6 separate regions of the Mus musculus genome follow, and regions 2, 3, 4, 5 and 6 are each linked to region 1. A link is a contact called in public ChIA-PET and HiChIP or PLAC-seq data. All regions are on one chromosome and are shown on one strand. Each heading gives the region's core, a stretch centred on a gene start, on an enhancer-like site or on the middle of the called end of the contact. The rest is flanking DNA. Distances are from core to core; before and after follow the strand shown. Region 1 overlaps Gm39928 (a long non-coding RNA gene). Region 2 overlaps Acoxl (acyl-Coenzyme A oxidase-like). Region 3 overlaps Bcl2l11 (BCL2-like 11 (apoptosis facilitator)). Region 4 overlaps Acoxl (acyl-Coenzyme A oxidase-like). Region 5 overlaps Acoxl (acyl-Coenzyme A oxidase-like). Region 6 overlaps Acoxl (acyl-Coenzyme A oxidase-like).

What was found. ChIA-PET counts read pairs in DNA pulled down with a chosen protein or histone mark. HiChIP or PLAC-seq counts read pairs in DNA pulled down with a chosen protein or histone mark.
Region 2: a contact with region 1 is called in an H3K27ac HiChIP or PLAC-seq map of acute myeloid leukemia, with 2.6 times the contacts expected there. The contact joins two enhancer-like sites. A contact is called at or near these places in 1 of 115 datasets of contacts at active chromatin or transcription factors (acute myeloid leukemia) and 1 of 9 other capture datasets (embryonic stem cells).
Region 3: a contact with region 1 is called in an RNA polymerase II ChIA-PET map of effector CD8 T cells, with 15 read pairs. The contact joins two enhancer-like sites. A contact is called at or near these places in 2 of 115 datasets of contacts at active chromatin or transcription factors (CD8 T cells and effector CD8 T cells).
Region 4: a contact with region 1 is called in a BATF HiChIP or PLAC-seq map of CD8 T cells, with 6 read pairs. The contact joins two enhancer-like sites. A contact is called at or near these places in 2 of 39 promoter capture datasets (cranial neural crest and liver), 1 of 484 Hi-C or Micro-C datasets (embryonic stem cells), 2 of 115 datasets of contacts at active chromatin or transcription factors (CD8 T cells and effector CD8 T cells) and 1 of 9 other capture datasets (embryonic stem cells).
Region 5: a contact with region 1 is called in a BATF HiChIP or PLAC-seq map of CD8 T cells, with 5 read pairs. The contact joins two enhancer-like sites. A contact is called at or near these places in 2 of 115 datasets of contacts at active chromatin or transcription factors (CD8 T cells and effector CD8 T cells) and 1 of 9 other capture datasets (embryonic stem cells).
Region 6: a contact with region 1 is called in an RNA polymerase II ChIA-PET map of memory CD8 T cells, with 5 read pairs. The contact joins two enhancer-like sites. A contact is called at or near these places in 2 of 484 Hi-C or Micro-C datasets (the HPC-7 cell line and bone marrow-derived macrophages), 1 of 115 datasets of contacts at active chromatin or transcription factors (memory CD8 T cells) and 1 of 9 other capture datasets (embryonic stem cells).

The regions. Positions count from the first base shown.
Region 1 is chr2:128,498,258-128,501,579 of GRCm38.p6, reverse strand. The region is part of intron 2 of Gm39928 (a long non-coding RNA gene); the gene reads left to right. Among named protein-coding and RNA genes, the nearest start is that of Gm39927, 22 kb to the left of the region's middle. Within about 2 kb of position 1,814, at least 46 of the 459 cell types and tissues checked have an H3K27ac peak or open chromatin away from gene starts, as enhancers often do. A contact at or near this core is called in CD8 T cells, acute myeloid leukemia, effector CD8 T cells and 1 more, where this site is marked.
Region 2 is chr2:128,007,596-128,010,879 of GRCm38.p6, reverse strand. Acoxl (acyl-Coenzyme A oxidase-like) reads right to left here. Exons shown (of 18, transcript NM_028765.3): 12 at 714-803. Among named protein-coding and RNA genes, the nearest start is that of Bcl2l11, 120 kb to the left of the region's middle. Within about 2 kb of position 1,974, at least 89 of the 459 cell types and tissues checked have an H3K27ac peak or open chromatin away from gene starts, as enhancers often do. A contact at or near this core is called in acute myeloid leukemia, where this site is marked.
Region 3 is chr2:128,150,836-128,154,037 of GRCm38.p6, reverse strand. All of the region lies in intron 3 of Bcl2l11 (BCL2-like 11 (apoptosis facilitator)), which reads right to left. Among named protein-coding and RNA genes, the nearest start is that of Gm14009, 17 kb to the left of the region's middle. Within about 2 kb of position 1,532, at least 77 of the 459 cell types and tissues checked have an H3K27ac peak or open chromatin away from gene starts, as enhancers often do. A contact at or near this core is called in CD8 T cells and effector CD8 T cells, where this site is marked.
Region 4 is chr2:128,085,487-128,088,818 of GRCm38.p6, reverse strand. Acoxl (acyl-Coenzyme A oxidase-like) reads right to left here. Exons shown (of 18, transcript NM_028765.3): 16 at 2,390-2,460. Among named protein-coding and RNA genes, the nearest start is that of Bcl2l11, 39 kb to the left of the region's middle. Within about 2 kb of position 1,643, at least 26 of the 459 cell types and tissues checked have an H3K27ac peak or open chromatin away from gene starts, as enhancers often do. A contact at or near this core is called in CD8 T cells, where this site is marked.
Region 5 is chr2:128,059,606-128,062,806 of GRCm38.p6, reverse strand. All of the region lies in intron 14 of Acoxl (acyl-Coenzyme A oxidase-like), which reads right to left. Among named protein-coding and RNA genes, the nearest start is that of Bcl2l11, 65 kb to the left of the region's middle. Within about 2 kb of position 1,251, at least 74 of the 459 cell types and tissues checked have an H3K27ac peak or open chromatin away from gene starts, as enhancers often do. A contact at or near this core is called in CD8 T cells and effector CD8 T cells, where this site is marked.
Region 6 is chr2:128,026,419-128,029,958 of GRCm38.p6, reverse strand. The region is part of intron 12 of Acoxl (acyl-Coenzyme A oxidase-like); the gene reads right to left. Among named protein-coding and RNA genes, the nearest start is that of Bcl2l11, 98 kb to the left of the region's middle. Within about 2 kb of position 1,993, at least 14 of the 459 cell types and tissues checked have an H3K27ac peak or open chromatin away from gene starts, as enhancers often do. A contact at or near this core is called in memory CD8 T cells, where this site is marked.

The sequences.
Region 1 (3,322 bases), core at 565-3,064:
AGTGGCATGGCTTGTTCAGGGGGTAACCAACCACTCCTGGTTCTGTCTGAGGTCTGCTCCATGGTAGGGTGGTGCTGTAAATCTAGTCAAAAGCCTATCCCTGGCCAGGTCCAAAGTCATAGGTGAGCATTTACTGTTGATGCATTGCTAAGTGGGCATGTAATAGAATAGCTCTCTAAGTAGGGATGCTTATTTCTATAAACTAGCACTGCTCTCAGCCTAGACCAGGGAAGCTTGATTTTACAGAGGGTGACAGTCAGTGAAGAGACAATGCTAGAAAACTACATCATAGTAAACTGGATTCTTGTATCCAGTCCTTCCCTGTGCTCTGCCTCTGCTAACAGAGACTTTCACCTAAGTACTAGGTACTTATGAACTAGATGGTGGGTGTCACCCCTGGCAGGTGCTTGCTAAGATGGGCAGGTGGATGAACTACCTGAGAAAGACTTTACAGAGAAAAATGAGTCTGAGATGGGAAAGTAGCATGCATACACTATTAATTAATAGTTCTTATATAATTAATTATGAATTAACGATGGACTTTTATAATTCCAATCAATAAATATAATCCACTCTCCTTTTATTTTTTTGATCAAAATTTTATTTACTTACTTAGTCCACAGCCCATATTCAAGTCAAATCAGGACACAGTGTTAAATACAGCTTCTATAAAAACATTCTTCTCAGGGCTTTGAGAACAGCTTATCAGGAAAAGTACTTTCCATGCAAGCGTGAGAACCAGAGTTTGTATCTCTAGAACCCATGAAAAACTTAGTCAGGCATGGCAGACTTTCTATAATTGAGCCACCTGGAAGTTAGAGACAGAGGCCTAGCAGGATGGCTAGAAAGATTTATAAAAACAATGTGCTCCAGGTGCAGTGAAAGACTTAGCTTCATAACAAAGAAGATATTTGATGTTAACCTTGGGCTTCCACATACATGCATACAAACATGTATTTAATAGCCCATATTTGCATATATGCATGCACATATACATGCATGCACAGCACACACACATACAAATGGTGAAACTAACTAACTAAATAAATGAAATTCTTCTCTTATTATTTACAAAACAGCCAAGAATAAATTAACAATCAAATTTTAATATATTAAAAAGGGTGGTCTTTCAAAGGTTTATGTGGTGTTTCAGGTCTTAGTTTCAGAACTAAGAAATTACTTTTACAAGATTCTAATGTCAAAAAAAAAGTGGTATTATAATAAATACCTGGATGTTGGTTTTTGATGAGATTTAATCCACTCTCCTTTAAGTAGCTTTAGCTAGGGTATTTTATCACATCAATAGGTACACATCAAAAGGAAGACAGTGATAATGACACTGGTAATTCTTACAGTTTCCCATTGACTTCTGGTACTCTTGTGCTTGCACATGCTCGCAGAAGCACTCTTTCATAGAAGTTGCTTTAGGATCTCTGTCAGATAGTTCTGATCCCACCGTCCTATCACCTCTGCTATCTGCTGATGCTCCTCCTGCGAAAGGGGCATAAATGACTCATTCTTTCTCTTCACTTGAAAAGCTGGGGGAGGGGGAGGGCACTGATGTTATCGCCACGGGGCTCTGGTGAAGGTCTCGACTTCCCACTCAGCCTTTTTGCTATGAACCATCGTGGTGATCCACACTTCCCACACGGTCTCCAGTGGCACCTTGCAAGGGCAAAGGGGCTTCATGCTGCTTGGAATATGGAAGACGCTTCCCATTCAGCTTCCTTTTCACAGAGGGTTAGGGTGACGCCTGGTAGCCGTGAGTCTGGGCTCCCCACTCAGAGCCTTTGCTGGTGTGGGTAGCAACTAGACCACAGCTTCTTGATGGCATTTGGCAGAAGTGGTGTGACTGCGGTTCCTTTGTCTTTCTAGGCTGTCTTCTCCTGGTCCTGTGGCTGTGGGGAAGCAGTCTTTCGTGAGCTATCTTTGTGTTCTAATTTCATTTCTGTGGCTGTCATAAAATACCCTGACACCCCCGCCCCCCCCCAAAAAAAGGTAACTTAAGTGAGACTTTATTTGACTTGAAATCCCAACTAACAGTCCAGTCTATCACTGCAGAGAAATCAAGGTAGGAACTCAAGGCAGCTGGTCTTGCCATATCTAAGAGCAGAGAGAAAATAAATGCATGCTTGCTCAATTGCTTTCTAGTGCTCAGCTTGATTTATCCATTCTTATACAGTTCAGAACTCCCTGCCTAGGGAATGGCACTACCCACAGTGGTCGGGGTCTCCCCACATCAATTAACCTAAGACAGCCCTTCGCCAACAAGCCCACAGGCAAAAGTAGTGCAGACAATCCTTTTGTTGAACTCTCAGCCCAGGTGATTCTAGGTTGTGTCAAGTTTGACTGTTAAGCTAACCACTGTAGTGTCCATTGGTGCCTCCAGGTTGCTAGCTTCTCCAGCTCCAGATCTGGGTCATGGAAGGTGAAAAGTGAACTCAGAACTTCTTCTTGTTCTGTGACTTGGGTTCTAAGTTAAGTGTTGTGTGCTTTTCAACTAACAGTGATAGATTCCACCCACGGACACAATGAATTTTACAAACATGACAAAGATCCAAAAACAATAAAGCCATCACTGAAGGGGCTGTATACTACATACCAGCCACCAGTTATAGCAGTTTTACAACCGACTGGCTCCTGTGAGCTAATCTGGCCTTAAGAACTCCCATTATAATGAGATAAGCATCTGAATCTGTTACTCAACGTAGCTACTATTTCCACACCAACTGATTTCTACCAAGAAATCTCCCCTTGCGAGTTATTAAAGGAGCACACCCGGTGAATTCAGAAAGGACACAATTGCCACATTTGAGTCACAGGGAGGTGGGTGGAGGCAGGAGGAGTGATTCTGTAAAAATGGCTGGAATAGGTGGGAGAAGGTAGGAGTTGCTGAAAAGGTGAAAGAGAAGAACTGTCAGATCTAAGAATCCTCTGCCTACTAGGGGGAGATGGCCCGGGTAATGGTTTCAAGGTGGTGGGACACAGAGGAACAAGGGCAAGAGGATGCTATGGGAGGATAGAAAAGTGCGATAGAGATGTGAGAGGTGGCGTCTCAGCTGATTGTGGGGGACTATGGGGTGGAGAGACCAGCATGCACAGACACCAATGCTACCAGAGGAGGACGTGCACTGTGCCTGCCAGAAGCCTCAGCTGGCTGTACGGATGGATAAAAGATGTGATGTCATGAAGTGATTGAAAATAACCGTGAGAGGGTTTTAAAGACAAAATGACCCCTCCCCCTTTTTGAGTGAAAATGCTCTTTAGGTTTTGTTCTGTAAAACAATAAGGCAGGACTAGGGGATTTAAAACCTACATGGGA
Region 2 (3,284 bases), core at 725-3,224, 490 kb after region 1:
TCGTCCAGCCTCTGTTATTCTCTTAAAAACACAACAATTATATCTTGTGTGCAATTTCATATCATTTTACTTACCATACGTTTTACATTTCTGTTAGAAGCAGAACTGCTTGCAAGTACAATTTTAAAGGTGATATATAATTCCCCACTGAGTGGTCAGAGTACGATTTACATAATCATTTTGCTATTGATACTTATTGCTATAATAAATTATGTAGTGGTGAGAATGTATTGCTTCAGTGTTTTTTATTCCATATTTATGATTATTAGGGTAGAGTCCTGGGGTAGAATTACACATAGTCCTATAGCAACATGCAAACCCTCTTCTACTTTCGCCAACAATGAGTCCCAATTTGTCCTAATATGCATTTCTGTGTTGACTGGCCACCCCATACTTTGGAGTTTAGCATTCTGTTTTTCACGTTTTATCTTCAGGGCCTGAATACTCTATTGGAATAGCTTTGCTAGTATAAAAATCTGACTTAGTACATGCTAGTGGTTTTCTAAAACTACAAAGACATATTTAAACATCAAAGATGACCTAAAAGACAAATACCCCAATCCCCTGTTCAACTGCCTAACAGGAAAACACCTGCCAATTAAATGAAGGTATCAGATAAAGATAAAATGTACAAAACACTTCAGATTTTTTGGATAATTCTTGGTCTTGAAAAGTGTGCTGTTTAAAATGAATAACTGTGTCCTAACCCTTACCTGAAGCATGACCACATTGTCACCTTCAAAGGTTACAAACACATCTGTGTCACATTTCAGGTCTGAGATTCTGGTTTCCATCATGTAACCCTGTTGCAGAGGAAGAGGAGGAGAGAAGGGAGAGAAAGAAGAAAAAAGTGTTTTAATTTGCAATGACATCATTACATGGGAAAATTAGTTCCCTTAAAATTAAAAGCACAGATCATTGAAGAGGAAAAAAGTAACAATGTATCTCTTACTCAGAATAATTTCAATATATCACATTATATCATATTATCAATATATCACATTAGCTTTGAGGTCACACATACAATTTTGGGTATTGTCTTCATTGTTGATAAAACATTGACAAATGGTTATTTCATTTTTAACCAAAAGATTTCAACTAATCACACCAATATGCTTTGTTTTCAAACTCTTCAGAATTCTACTAGTGGCTTACTCCTGCAAGAGAACAATGCCTCCCTCCACCCTGAACCACCCCCCCCCCCAAACGCTGAAGAGTACTGGAAGGCAGGTTAAAAATTCTACATTGACCAACTGCTCTGCTCTGTCAACTCACACTTTCTAGCTTCCTCCTCCTGTCTTTCCCTGCCTCCTTCCTTCTCTTCCTTTCCCTCCTCTCCTCCCTTCCCTTCCTCCTCTTCCTCCACTTCCTCTTCCTCTTTTTCACTTCTTAAAATCCTATTTCTAAGGTAGCAATTCACAGTTACCTAAGTGCTGTCAGTCTCCTCCCATAAAGAACTGGCCCTGGAGCACGTAGGTTCAGGTCCAGGCCAACGTGAGTGGAGTGTGGCATATCTCTGGCCTGGGAACTTTTCTCCTGCCAAGGCCTCTCTGCCGCTCCTCTGTCCTGCTTCCCTTTTTCATCTGGTTTGTTTCCTTTCTCACATTTCTCATTTCCTCTTTTTTTTTTTTTTTAAATTTCAGATTTCTGGCTTATCTGGATTCCCCCTTATTTATCTTACATCCTCACTTCCCCTTTCCCATCCTCCATACTGGCCATACCCACCGTACAGGATAACCCCCTTTCTCATTTCTCAGTTCTCACTTCCCTTTTCCCATGGCTCACACCTGGCTTCCTTGCCTCCCCCATAGCTTTAACATTTCTCACTTCCCGTCTCCCACCCACCGCACCCGCCCTAAGCGATGTACCAAATTTCCCCTCAGTTCTCACTTCCCTTTTCCCACCCGCTGTACCCTGAGTGTCCGCTGTACCGGATCACCCCTCTCTCAGTTCTCACTTCTCACTTCCCTTTTCCCACCCGCTGTACCCTCTGTATCCGCTGTACTCTGAGTGTCCACTGTACCGGATCTCCCCCTCTCTCAGTTCTCACTTCCCTTTTCCCATGGCTCACACCCAGATTTCTCTTCACCCTCAGACGCTTTACATTTCTCACTTCCTTTTTTGTATAAGTCAAAATTCCCACTTGTCTGGGTTCCCCTATCTGTTCATTTACTTTACAACGCCCCAGCACACACACACTCTTGTATCGTTTCCTCTTCCCCTTTATTTCAAGAGTCTTGTTTCCTGTTTTTCTCCTTTTCTCACCTCTCTTATTTGATTCCTCCCTTTCCTTTCTTACTTCCTTTTTTTTTCTTTTTTTTAATTTCAATTTCCTTCCTTTTAAAATTTGTTTGGTGTGTGTGTGTGTGTGTGTGTGTGTGTGTGTGTGTGTATACACCACAGCAGGTGTCCACAGAAGCCAGAAGAGACTAGATCCCATGGAGCTGGAGTTGCAGGCAGCTGTGAGGCACCCAACATGGGTGCTGAGAACCGGAGCTGTACCCTCTTCAAGAACAATGTGCTGAACAGTGAGCCACCACCCCAGCCCTAAAAACATTAACCAAACCAAACAACTCCCTACCCTCAGTGGGACTTCATTCTTTCTTTCTTAAAAATGCATTTACTTTTATTTTATGTATATGACTGCTTAGCCTGAATGTCCCCATGTGCACCATATGCATGCCTGGTACCAAGGGAAGCCAGAAGAGGGCATTGGATCCCCTTGAACTGGAGTTACAGGCAGTTATAAGCCACCATGTGAGTTCTGGGAACCAAATTCCAGTCCTCTACAAGAGCAGCAAATGCTCTTAACCACTGTGCCATCCCTCCAGTCCTTTAAACACACTTCTAAAATTGGCAGATAGCATATGATTTTATCATGTACAACTTATTCTTAAGTATATACACACAGAGATACAACAATGCTAATTAACAAACACACCACCTCACGTGGTTATTACTCCCATGGTAAAACCATATAACACCCACACTCTTTACATTTTTGAAGAATACAATGTATCATTATTAACTAATCTCTTAAAAATTCACTTCCTTTTTCTAGCTCTAATTCTATACCTTTAACCAATGTTGTGGTTCAGTACGTCAGCAGGCTCTTGGTCTGTGGGTTTGGCTGGGGAGAGGGGGCCTTCTACAAGGATTTCAGTGTTACAGCTCTTTTAGACAGAATTTATTGAAATGGCTTGCACATATATTTTACTTGGGGTGAATAAGGGCTATATAAACCTTGGAGAGTGGGAAGGGATTTTCAGGGTGAGTATGCATTT
Region 3 (3,202 bases), core at 283-2,782, 350 kb after region 1:
GATGGTGCACCGGCCTCCATCCTCACCACTGAGTGAGCCATCCAGGAGGCTGAGGGGTACCCACAACACAGCTATACCACGCCTCTATGGGATCCTAACCCAGCCGTCTAAACAATGTTGAGTATAGCAGCCATGAGGCCTTTCCCCTCTCTCCACCCTCAGACAGAGAATTTACTGAGATTTCCATGCTGGTTCAATGCCCACGGCTGCCTCGAGGCCAGGCAACGGCTGCCCAGGGACTGCATTCACTTCCCATTTGCCACAAAGAGAACATGTGCATCTAAACAGCCTGGGTCTCATAGCTTAGCGATCACGAGACGGCTGGAGACAGTGCACAAGAGGCACCCTACCGGTATGACGTAATGCCTCTGAACATCAGAGGAACAAATGTGCTCCCCCCACAACCCCCCAGCACAGCAAGCAAGCTGAGCGGTCGTCACAGATCTACCATGGCCACGCTGGCTTGACAGTTATGTACAGACTGCAAATATTCTCAAGGACCAAACGTGTATCCTATCTCCTCTGCGTCGTATAGCAGTAACTGTTAAAAGTGGAGGCCTTTTATAGGGACACAGAAACCACTTCACAATCTCACTCACAGCGGGAGGCTATCTCTCCACCCACCCTGGAGGTGTGACACACAGTTCTGCTTGGTGGGGATCCTGCCAGGCTGGCCTCAGAACCAGAAGCGGGTCCTGCTCTACAGCCAGCCAAACAGGGTTCAAGATTGGTAGTATGTCTCCTGTGAGAGCTACGAGGGACAAAATACTCAACTCAGGGCAGGAACATGCTGTTCTGAAATGCTAAGTGGGATGTAACACACTTTAACCACAACTAAAACCTCCTGCTTTGGTTCAGCGAGGTGAAGTCTAGGCAAGGGATGATGCAATCACCTTATTATTTTTATGTGTCTGCAGAAGGGCCAAACCGTCCTTTCTTTGCATCTTCATTTCCTCCTCCAGAGATTTAAAAAAAAAAAAAATTACCCTGAGAACCTGCCTGAAGTTCCCCTCCGGGCACCTGCACCTCCTCTTGGTTGCACGTTCACGGCTCCCTATCCCACAACGGCCGGGTAGCCCTGCAGGTGTAGCACCTGCCAGGCCCCACAGCACCCTCACACGTGGTGTGTGGTGTAGATCAACACAAGGATGTCTAGCCCAACACCCCGCCAGCCATTCGAACACACCCCAGTGCTTCAGTCTCCTCTCATATTTGCCTACACCCAGACAGATGCAGCCTGCGCCTGTAGGGTCCAACGCACTTGCTTCAAAAGCATGTCCGAAGCATGTAAAGGCAGCCAGGTGGACAGGGTTCCTGGCACCACTCAACGTGACAGAGAACGGGGTGATAATGGCACCCAGATTCTCGAGCACGCAGGGTTCAGCATCCGACACTAGAGTAGACCCCGTGGCTCTGGATGGGGTGCACTTGCTGACGAGCCAAGCTGCCCTCCCTCAGTAGCTACAGGGAACCCTCATTCAGAAAAGCAGCTCAATGCTATGGAGTGAATAACACAGCTCTTTCCGCTTGCCTCAGGGGAGAAACCGAAGCACTCGCCACCTCCAGTCACTAAACAGAGGTGGCATGTGTGGTTCAGTTCAGATATGAACAAAGCCTAAAACCAAAATGCCCAACCGCTCCCTCCAACTGCGACACACAATTGTGTCACAGACAAGAGCAGATAACAGTTCACCTTACCTCCTAGTGACTGCGTTTGCTACAAGAGGGACCTGCGACTACCATGTGAAGAGACCCCATCCTTCCGTGAGTCAGATCTAGTGTGATTTTACATTGATATTCATGCCTTTAATGGCAACAGTTTAAGAAAGCAACTTATCTTATTAAACTCCAGCTTTCAATTAATGAGGGCCTCTGGAGAACATGGCCCGAGGCCACACATCTCTGGTTGGTTTCATCCAAGCAAGCTATAATTTCGGCCTCTCCCTTGTTGGTGATTTATAGGAACCACCGTCATTTCTAAAAGCACGGAGTCAGATAGCATAGTGGGCTCCCTTTCTTAGGAAAGCGAGACGGACAGGCTTCAAGTTTAAAGTATACAAATGCTCCTGTGCATATTGCTTTAGTGAAACTTGTGTTTTATCAAAGCTGATCTGTGTGGACCCCCGTTTTAGCTCCACTTTATCTGATGCTGGGTTCTCCTGTTGTCTGTGTACACTCCAATCAACTCATGCCTGCACATGTCCCAGACCAAGGGGGAAGGAAGCAGTGTAAACCAAAAGGTGTTTCTTGTGATCAGACAAAGGGTTTCCACTCACTCACTGTCCCATCTGCAGGGGTCTTAGCTTTAGGCTGGGCACTTGGAGGACATCCCCTCAACAGCTACCCTAAAGGGCTGACAGGCCTTTCCCAGCAACCTAGCCCATGGCCAAAATACCCACAAGTGGACATCTTTCATAATTAGTGCCCACAGGTGCTGAGGACTATGTGACATGCACTTGATGTCACCTGGCCCAGGTATGGGTATAAGAGCGGCAGCTGAGCCATGGAGACGGCCCTGATGACAGCTATGGGAGATGAGTGTGAAATGGGGTTGTCGAACATTGACGCATCCCTGACACGAAGACGAAGAGGCTTCAAACATAGGCTGCAAGATATGAATGACCCTTCAGCACTCAGCTAAACGCAAACTGCCTGCTTTCTCCATGACCTTCCAACAACCAGTCCCTCTGAGCTTCTCTCTGGACCCACTGACTCCCTGAACAGCTCCCCGAAGAGCCCCTGCCATCCTCCTAAGTCTTCCAGATGGGTACCACACTGCAGAGTAGACACCAAGGTTTAGAAGGCTTGGTACAGCGCCTGGGCATAACAATCAGGAAAATCTTTCAGAAGGCACAGCCTCTCCCTAGTGCGGCTTCATCTCCTCTGTCTTAAGCTCTGGAGTCCATTCTGGAGAAAACGAATACTTCTACACTGAAGACGCCACCTTGGCTCTACACTGTCAGCGGCAGCCACCGCACACCTCTCGGTGGAAGGAACCAAAGACAGCTTGCCTCTGCACCGTTCCTACGGGAGCATAAAACCTAACCCTCGACCCATGCAAGCACCAGGTAAAAGAAATACAGGGAGTCTTTAGACTCAAACTACCTGAATCCTGCACAAATGTCGCCTCTCCAAAGACAGAGGAGTTACCAGGCCAGAGTGTTCCTTAATGCAATGCATGAGTTTAGGCCGGGTTTCCCTC
Region 4 (3,332 bases), core at 394-2,893, 410 kb after region 1:
CCAAACAGTGTTTTCTGAGCACAGCAGGATAGCTGCACATATGAACTACAGTTTTGTGACAGCATGCAAAAGACTTGTGCAAATACAGACCAAATCCCAGTGTGGAGAGGGGAGTTAAGGGGAGTTGGGCACACAGTTGGGCTCCCACCCCTAGGGAAGGAGCTATTGGCAATTGACAGCTGCTGGGAAGGGGGATGGATCTTGGAGGAGTTGGGGGAGGGAGACAAATACGATCAAAATACTCAACTACACACACACACATGCATGCATGCATGCACGTACACACAAAAGAATTTTACTACATATAAACTCCAAGTACACCAAAGTGAACATCAAGGGTCAGCTGATTGAGTGTTCAAAATGATCTATTGTTCTCTTACATCCTTTTATACATATCCACAAAAAAATCCTACACATTCCTGTCACACCCACATGGTGGCCTCTCCTAAGTGACATGAAAGAAACCTCAATCTCTTGAAAAAAAAATTACAAAGTAGTCTTCGTAGATATGAGCAAAGCACACATTTTTGTTCAGTGAAACTTCTTTGATGAGGCCTGCTCAAATATCTCGAAGATACTGTAAAAAACACCCACAGACAGCTCTCTCAGTTAGTGTGGTCATACAGTCTGAAGAAACATGAAGGAAAACACAAAATCCTGAGAGGTGCACACATTCCAAAACATCTTGGGAAAGCTTGACCTTCTCCCAAGTCCAAGTGTTTATGTCTAACCAAGTGGACTAAAGGAGCCGTCTCTCCTGGTGCAGCCGTGAGAGGCAACAGGAGGCAGCTTGGGAGGAGGGGTGGCCTTCAGGTAGCTTCTGTTTTTACTCACTTGTCTTAGCTCAGAAGAAATCGAGAGAGGGACTCAGACACATGACCACAAGGGCAACTAGAAGTAGCCGGATGGTGTGGCCTCCTGAGCTTAGTGGTTCTGTTCTCTGAAAACACCTCTGAGATGCCCACATAAGTTTCAGTGAGGCTCACTTACAGGACGGAATGGAACCCAGTAGTCTCTCCCCCTGAACAGGGGTCCAGGTGATCAGGAGAGGAGAGAGAGAAGATGCCGGACAGAATGCAAAGGAAGAGGACGAAGGTTCTGTGTCTTGACCCATGAATGGATAATGGATAAAAGGTGAGTGTCTGTGACCAAGGCTGCTTCAAGGTCACAGGAAACCAACCAGTCCTTGGAAGGACAGGCTGAGGCATGGAGCTCATAGCAGGGAATGAACATCAGTGTGGGAGACCTCAGACTACCAAAACATCTCATGTGCTTAAATCTGTCAGGCCAAGTCAGGGCCTCACACAGCCTGGACTCAGATGAACTGGGCTTCCCAGATAAACTCAACACTTGGAATCAGCAGACCTTCCTTATTATAAAATAAGCATCATTGAAAGTTAAAAAAATAACACAAACAAACAAAAAAAATAGACAGACCAAAAATATCACCCCTTAGGCAAATGAGTTGAAAAATCCCTTAAGAGTAACATCCTATTTTTTTCCCACCCATTTCTCAAGTCAGAAGACACCTGGTAAAGAAACTGTATTTAGGTAAAGAAATGCAACTCCTGGTATACACGGTTTCCTGAAGGCACAGGATGGAAATGACATCATGGAAACACTGGTGTTCAAGGTCAGTATGTACATTTCTAGGTGAAAACAGGAGGCTTAGTCATCAGTGGAAACGTGCGTGTGTCTCTACACTTGCGAGCCGCTTTCTTGCCTTCAGACACAGTTTTTATTAAGATTGCACAGGCTGTTTGCCTGACCTTTATCGGCTCTCCTAAATGCACACCCTAAATATAGGTTATACCGCACTTCTGTCCATGCCATCAGGGAAGAGATAAAATGGTTATTCCTGAGAAGAAAAGGAGTTTGTTTTCGATTCAAGGACAAAGAACCTAAGACATGAGTTGACTGTCTCGACAGTTGACACAAGTGGTCTGATTTGTATGGCATTCCCGCTGGTGACGATAGGGAGGATGGGGCCAACCAGGAAGGTGTGGGATTCTTTGTCTTAATTAAAAAGTATAAATCGGAGACATGGAATTTGGCCAAGTCTCATAAATCTGCTGAAAGAATCGAGACTGTCAGAGAAGTTTAAATAAAACCAACCAGGTCCACTGAGAATCACGTAGGCTCCCTGCTAGTTGTCGACACCCACTTCCCTGTCACTTCTGTGTTCCACAGACTGTGGTTGTGCTCATTAACCAGCCACCCTCCCGCCAGCCACTGACAAGTGTATCCCCGTGGAGCACAAAATTCAGAGATGATAAATTTACTCCCGCTTGTAAAAAAAAAAAAAAAAAACAAAAACCGGTGCTCTCCTCCGGGCAATCAAAAAACGCTAGGAGGCTTTAAGGAAATAAGAATTTAGCTGATAACCTACCTTCATTAGCAAAGCCTGGTCCTCCCTGTTGGGACATTGCCTCACTGCCGTCGTGAACTGCTCTAGTGCAACTGGAAGGGAAGAGACAGAAAGGTGAGTGGCCTCCCTGGGGACTGCCAGCACTGCCATGTGGGGGACAACCTCATGGTTATGGCAAAAACACATGGCATGCTGGGTGTGGCTGCTTGGGGGCATGTAGAGTTCCTTGCCTGCTCACTACATGGGCTGAAATCCGTGTCAGTGACTTCCCCACAGTGGGCTAGGCAGATCACAAGGCCAGCCCGCATCCGTGGGAACCACCAGAAAGTCCTAGGTTCAGCCACTGCATGAGCCATCCTGAGAAAACACTCAATCTCCATTCCAGTGACTCCGTAAAGAGAATCCCAACAGCCTTGGTACCTTTGGTATCTACCTTTAACTACCCTCTTCCACAGTGATTTCCACTGCATTAATTCACTATGTGGTTGAAGCATAATATGTCCCCAGATGTTGACCCAAGCAAGCCCCAGACTTCCCCAGATGTAGTTAGTCATTTTTCCTCAACTTTCTCCAACAGAATGGCTAAGGAAAACACAAGATGGCTCATAGAACAGATTTTAATGGATATTTAAATTAGCCTTACTGGTTCTGGGCATGCTACAGTTTCTATAAAGTACCTTCCTCTTTTCTGTATCTAAGGCCAGTCTCTCATCAAAGGCCTGCTATGTGAGCACTGGTTTTTATCTAAGTAAGCACATAGACTTTTCTTTTTCCCCTACTTGTGGTTTTGACTGTGTTATTTCACTTTTGAAGGTGTTTGCGTAAGATAATTCCCTGCCATCCCTGAACTTCAGTCCTCTTCCTTTGACAGGGATAGATGGACCCTTTACTGTCTAATCTCTCTGGATTGCCCTCTTGCTGCTGGACTCAGTGCTGGGTTCATACACCTGTCCTTCACCACTGC
Region 5 (3,201 bases), core at 2-2,501, 440 kb after region 1:
ATGAGCCAGTTTATCTGTCCCCGTGCCAACCCTGATCTGGGAGATCTCCATGGAACTTTATAGGTCTATGAGGACTGGCCCATCCTCACCAGATCACCAAAGTCCTGTTTCCCAAAGTCTGGCCTCAAATCAAGAAGCCAGCAGAATGTCTAGGCTCTTTGGGCTTACCTGTCTGCTGCCAGAACTGGCCCTCCACTGGGCATCTCTTGCAGTCTGACCTGTCACCAGTCTGACTATGTGGATTCTATGCTGCTGGGTAGCCTGGGGACCCATTACTATTTTTCCATGTGACATTGAAGTGTCTAACACAGATCCCAGCACAGGATAGACCCTAGTGAATCCTCATCGATGCCATTAGTCGAGACAAATAGGGCCACCTGTTGGACCTCACTGTTTCTAACTTACGTAGAAAACTGCAATGACTTTCCGGTACACATCCTAGCCACTGGGATGGCTTGTTTGAGTGAGACCTTCAAGTCCTGTCACTGAGATATAGCACATGCACTGTTAGATGTGAAACCTGTATCAACCTTGAGTTTGCAGCTCAGTGATATTTTAAGTGTCTGGAGGAGGTGCACGCGCATGCATACGTCCATGTGAATGCACGTGGGGGCAGGAGTTCCACGTCAGGATCTTCCCCAGTTGCCCTCCAGTCTGTTTTTTGAAACAGACTCTTTTGCTGAACCTGGAGCTCCCCGCTTTGGAAAGACTGACTGGCCAGAAAGGCCCAGAGAGCATCATTCCTGCCTCCTCAGCACTAAGACTACGGGTGTGTGATACATCAGATCCTGGGACTTGAACTCGGGTCCTCATGGCTGCGTGAGGACTTTAATAACCAAGTCATTTCTCAATACACACACACACACACACACACACACACACACACACACACACACACACAAACAACACTCATCAGTGATTTCTTTCATATGTGTACATACCCCCTGGAATCATGTCACTCAATTGAGAGACAGAGTTCCCCAGATAACTTCTGTGCTTCCGCATGCAGCACCACCCTCTCCCTCTCTGATTGTGACTGCTGCACTATATCACCGTCAGCTGGCTTTCCTCCTCCTCGACCGTCGAATACATGGGGTATCTGGTATACACGCTTTCACATCACTAAGCATGTCAGTAGAACTCACACATGCTGCGTCACATGATTCACTATGTGAAGCCAACCACAGTTTACTTGTCTAGTTTCATATCTATAAACATTCAGTTTCCAGTTTCCAACTTGGGGTTATTAATAGAGCTGTTAGGAACACTCCTGTATAAGGCTATTTATGAACCATGTAGCATCATTTCTTGGCCATATCTCTAGGGACAGAATTTCTGGATCATAGAATAAGTGTACATTTAACATTACAATAGACTTCCAAACTAGTGTGTGTGTGTCTGTGTGTGAGTCTCTCTCCCTCTCCCTCTCCCTCTCCCTCTCCCTCTCCCTCTCCCTCTCCCCCCTCTCTCTCACTGTGTATGAGTGTGTGTGTGTGTGTGTGTGTGTGTGTGTGTGTGTGTAATTGAACCCAGGGCCTTGTGCATGGTAGTGAATGAATGCTCTAACATCACGTTGCATCCTCAGCTTCTATGATTGCATTTAGAATGTCTTAGTTATGAGAGCCAGCGCTGCCCTGCGTTACCCCTGGGGCTGAGTGGCATCTAGCAGTTCAGTTGATATGCGTCAGTGGGTGGGTGTTGGTTCTTCTTTGTGGTTTTGATTTCTAGCTCTCTATGACTAATAAGATTAGGCGAAGTTTCACGTGCTCATTAGCTCCTCTTTTATCTTCTTTTATGAGGTGTCTTTTCAAGTTTTTTTGTGAAAACTTTTCTTAGATCATATCTTTTTCATTATTTCATCCTGGGGGTTCTTCACACATTCTGATAAAACCTTTTGCCAGACACAGACAGACACTGCAAGTAATTCCTCCCCTCCCCCAGGTTTAGTGTTTGCCTCTGCCCTGATGTGTGTCTTTCAGACAACAGCAATTTATCAATAGCTAATGTAAGCAATTGGTGCTTTCTGTGTTTCCCTAAGAAATCTTTGTTTACCATGGCTTCCAGTAGATATTGGTGATGCTTTTCTGTTTTCTCTGGAAATTTTACAGTTCCCCTGATTATATTCAAGTCTATGTTGGTCTTTAATAAACATTTGTGCACGGAGTAAGAAACAGACCACAGCTTGCTTCTTTTTCATTCAGAATCTACTTTTTCTCACTATTTAAAGAAAAAATCCTCCTCATTGTTTAATTTATTTCATGTGAGAATTTGAGTGGGCAAATATGTGGGCTAAGTGGGCCTGGCAGTGCTCTGCCGGTCTGCCTAACTTCCTGCCAACGTCCTCAGGCCTGGACTAGGACAGTCTCGGCACACGCTTTGAAATCAGTTGGCACCAGCCCTCAGTGACTTCCACTTTTTTCAAAGTTCTGTGGGCTATTTTACATCATTTGCATTTCCATATAAACTGTCAAGTGAGTTTGTAAGTTTACAAACACTCTTTCCAAGATTTTGACTGAAGTGGAGCTGACTCTGAAGGGGGCGTGGGACATCTCATGGCAACGTTAAGTCTCATACACTAACAAGATATGTGTCCTGCCATTGTTAATATCTCTTGACTTACTCTGTGCATATTATGTAGTGTTTTGTGCACTGGTCTTTTATGCTTTGGAATTTTCACTGCTGAATATATATATATATATATATATATATATATATATATATATATATATAAGATGCTCATGTTTGTGAGTATACTATAAACTGACTTTTATTTTCCTGTTGCCTACTGAGAGGATGTACAAACAAGCTTTGTGTTGAATATTGAATTTTACATCTTACAATCATATCCTGCTTTTTGGATCTTGTAGAATTCTGTTTGGTAAGTTCTTTTAGGTCTTCTTTTCATGTTCTTAGTTCATTGACGCGCGCGTGTGTGTGTGTGTGTGTGTGTGTGTGTGTGTGTGTGCACGCGCATGCACACACATGTGCGTGTGCCTGATGCAGGATATGTGGTCCAAGAACAGCTTTGTGGAATTGGTTCCCCCATCTACCTTTACAGAGTTCTGGAAACTGAACTCAGGTCTCTGGGTTTGTGGGTAAAACTCTTTTACCCACTCAACCACATTACTAGCATTGATTTAAATCTTCTACCAAAAAATAAAAAGGTCTATTCCACCCGAGAGTCAAGGCAGCTTTATTTCT
Region 6 (3,540 bases), core at 744-3,243, 470 kb after region 1:
AAGTCACCCTAATTAGAATAAAATTAGAATGATATAATAATCAACTTCTCCCTGGTAAATTTAAGAGAGACGAGAGAAACTGCCCCCTGGATAGTGCCACAGAAACAGGTAGCCCACTTGGGATCTTCAATCCTTTTCTAGGTCATGACAAATGCACATGCTTTCCAAATGGGTTATTTTGGGCTGCTCATGCCTCCTTGGCAAAAGAGTCCAGGTGTTAGAAGACTTTCTTATCCCAGTGGCAAACGGCCAACCGAACAGCATCGTGTGAGGATTTGTTTGGACTCACAGTTTCATAGCGTGGAAGGCAGTGTAGGATAGAGCCACAGGCATCATGATAGCCAGAAAGCAGAGGCAGGGAGTATGTCACTAGCTGACTTTCTCCTTTCCTTTCTTTTCCTTTCCTTTCTTCCCTTTCCCTTCCCTTCCCTTCCCTTTCCTTCCCTTCCCTTCCCTTCCCTTTCCCTTTCCCTTTCCCTTTCCCTTTCCCTTTCCCTTTCCCTTTTCCCTTTCCCCTTCCCTTTCTCTCTCTCTCTCTCTCTCTCTCTCTCTCTCTCTCTCTCTCTCTCTCTTTCTGTTACTCCAACTGGTCTAGAGGATATATTCAAGGGTCTGGCAGGGATATGTCTCCTTTCTTTCTGTCAGTCTGTCCAGGCTCCTGGCCTGGAGACGGTACATTCAAGGGTTGTCACTCTTGGTTACCGCTTACAGCCACACCCAGGTGTGTTTTGATAATCTTCCAGATGCTTCTCAAGTCCAATGTAGTAGGCAGTCAAGACTGATCCTTTATAGAAGTTCTCAGCCACTAAGATTTGGGGGCTACAGTCTCTAGATCCAATACTGTATCAGACAAAATAACAGGTGGCCAAGATGGGGCAGATACCTTAGCTAAGCATGCAGCTAAGGTGGGATTTTCCACCTGTGAGATATGTTCCTGATGATAATATACCATGTTTTATATTTTCCTCACCTTATACTATTAGTGTGATTTCCCACTTTAGAACCATCCCTGATTCACAAGAAGTTACAAAAATGAGGTAGGACAGAGAGATTCTCTCACCAACACCTCCACCCCTGAATGGACCTCAGGTATAGCACAAGTGCATCTCAAATCCAGGAAATTCTGCAACATTTATTCAGCAGAATTTTCTTTATAGTAGAGATTTCATTATTTAAAATATATTCTTTCATACATTTTTAAAAAAATTATCCAAGTCTGGTGTTATCCTTATACCAAATCTCCTTAAGGGAGGTTGTGATACAATTTCTGTTTAAGGACTGTGTCTGTGGCAATTTATACAGGTCTCTGGTTCTGCATGTGAGTACCCCATTTTCTTGCCTACCCAAGAGTCCTTTCTTAGTGATTGCATAGTCAGCAAAGATACCAGGTTTTTTTTTCTTAAAACAAAAACAAAAAACTCCAAAACAACAACAAAAACCAGGACCCATTTGCAAGAGGAATTAAGCTAATCTGTAGCCAACATTGAAGACTTTGAGTGTGAGAAACTGTACAGAAACACACATCAGAAACACACATATAATAAATATCGCATGCATCCTGGAACACAGATTGTGTAACACCAATATAAGGGTTTGGGTTTTGTTTTTTGTTGTTGTTGTTGTTGTTGTTTTGTGTGTGTGTGTGTGTGTGTGTGTGTTTAGGTCAAATCGTTTTTCAAGGCATCTGTGAATCAACTTTGCATTTCCACATGCTAAAGATTTCACTGATTCTTGCCAGGTACTGCGAACTTGGAGTAAAAAGTCTTACTGGGAAGGTTTGCTGCCAAGACAGAAACATTTGAGCCAATTAGAATAGAAAATATGAGTCTAAGGAGAAACTTCTAGATAACCCCATAGGGAGAAGGGAGGGACAGGCAGGCGGCGGGCAGGCAAGGCGGCAGGCGGGCGGTGGGGTCACACTGGGGTCTGCACCGTGCTTAGCAATAGAGTCAAGCAAGGCGGAAGTGCTTGTGGCTTCAGGGGCCCACATCATGCTGCAAGAGCAAAGTTAAAAGGAGTGAGGAGAGAACAGAAAACCAAGTGGGGTTCTTCTGCCCTTCTGCGAGTGGTCCGTGCTACTGCCTCGGTGTCACTCGCTAAAGCCCAGGACAGGGCAGGAAATATGACTTCCAGGGCTGTGGGAGGAAGAATGCCTCAGAAGGCAGAGAGGCTGCTGGGAAAGCCCGTGGCTGTTCCCTACTGGGGCTTCTGATGCAGACTCTGAAAGTGCACCATGGCAGTTATGATTTGATGCCTCCATGTGTGCAGGTCTGTTGGAAAGTGCTGTATGGCAGTAGGGGACAGACAGACAGACAGACAGACAGGCCCTTTCCTTCCTTCCCCCTCTCCCTCTTCGGTTCCTCACATGCATGGCAGTACAGTTTGAGCCCCACCACAGCATGCAGGTCCTATTTTAACTATTACAGCAGGGCCACACCCAACTCCCCTTCATGGTATGTGCTTGGACTGTTCCTTGCCAGAGAACGGCATTAACTAATGACTGGTGACCAACCCAGCTCACTGTATAAAAACCAAAGCCATCTTGGGTGTAGGGGGACAAACATGGGGCTTATATGTACAGGATGGCCACAGTACATTATAATTGCATTCATGCTGTGACCTAGGTGTCTATGGCAACACAGAACATAATACACACACATACAATCCTATGTATATTTCAGGTGATGCCCCCCCCCGCCCACTCTCTAGGCAAAGGCCAAGCCAGAGATTTCACAGTGTGAATAAAACAGAGCCCAGCTGTCTATCCTAAGTGAGCATCATTCCTCCAGAACTCCCCACCCCACCCCCACTCTGCAGCTTCTTATAGTTACGCGCAATCCAGGGAACTTGCAGATGATAGAGGCCATCTCTTGGGAATATCATGGACCTAAGGACAGTAACTTGTGAAGCTCAATCCTGGTCCTTTGCCCTCCCCAAGGAACCACCAACCTTTTCCATTAGTACCCAGAGCTACTGTTCAGAGCAGAAACATCCTGGAGAATTGTTTGGGAGCCAAGGGCCTGTGCCTACTATGTGGATGGCTCACATCCCTCCTGGTAGATAAGCTTGGTTTGATACCACCATGCCAGCCATTCCACATTAAAAATACTGTGCTTGCCATTTGAAAAACTGAAAATTCTGGAACACTTGTATCCACATTCCCCAGGACAACTACCAGTGAGAGCTAAGCAGCAGCTGTAGGCCCTGGGAAGAGGAAAAAGGACCTCAGATTATCTAAATCCTTACCACGCTCCGAGCACCCTGGGACTGCTGCAGTTGTTAAAGGACCCACCTGGCCCTGAAGGTAGAGATTACTGCTTAGTTATCTTCTGATGACTCACAGAAACTGGCGGAGTGGGGTCCTTCCTGCCCCCAGTTCTGCCAGTTATGTTATTACCCAAAAGGACCCACTTGGTGTGTCCGGTCAGTTCACCCTGTGCCATGGAGGCCAGTTCAGGAGCAGGTCTGCTCTGCAAACAGCTGATGCAATGCCTCCATACCCCACGGATCTTCAGTTTGGGTCCAAACCCTTTCCTATTG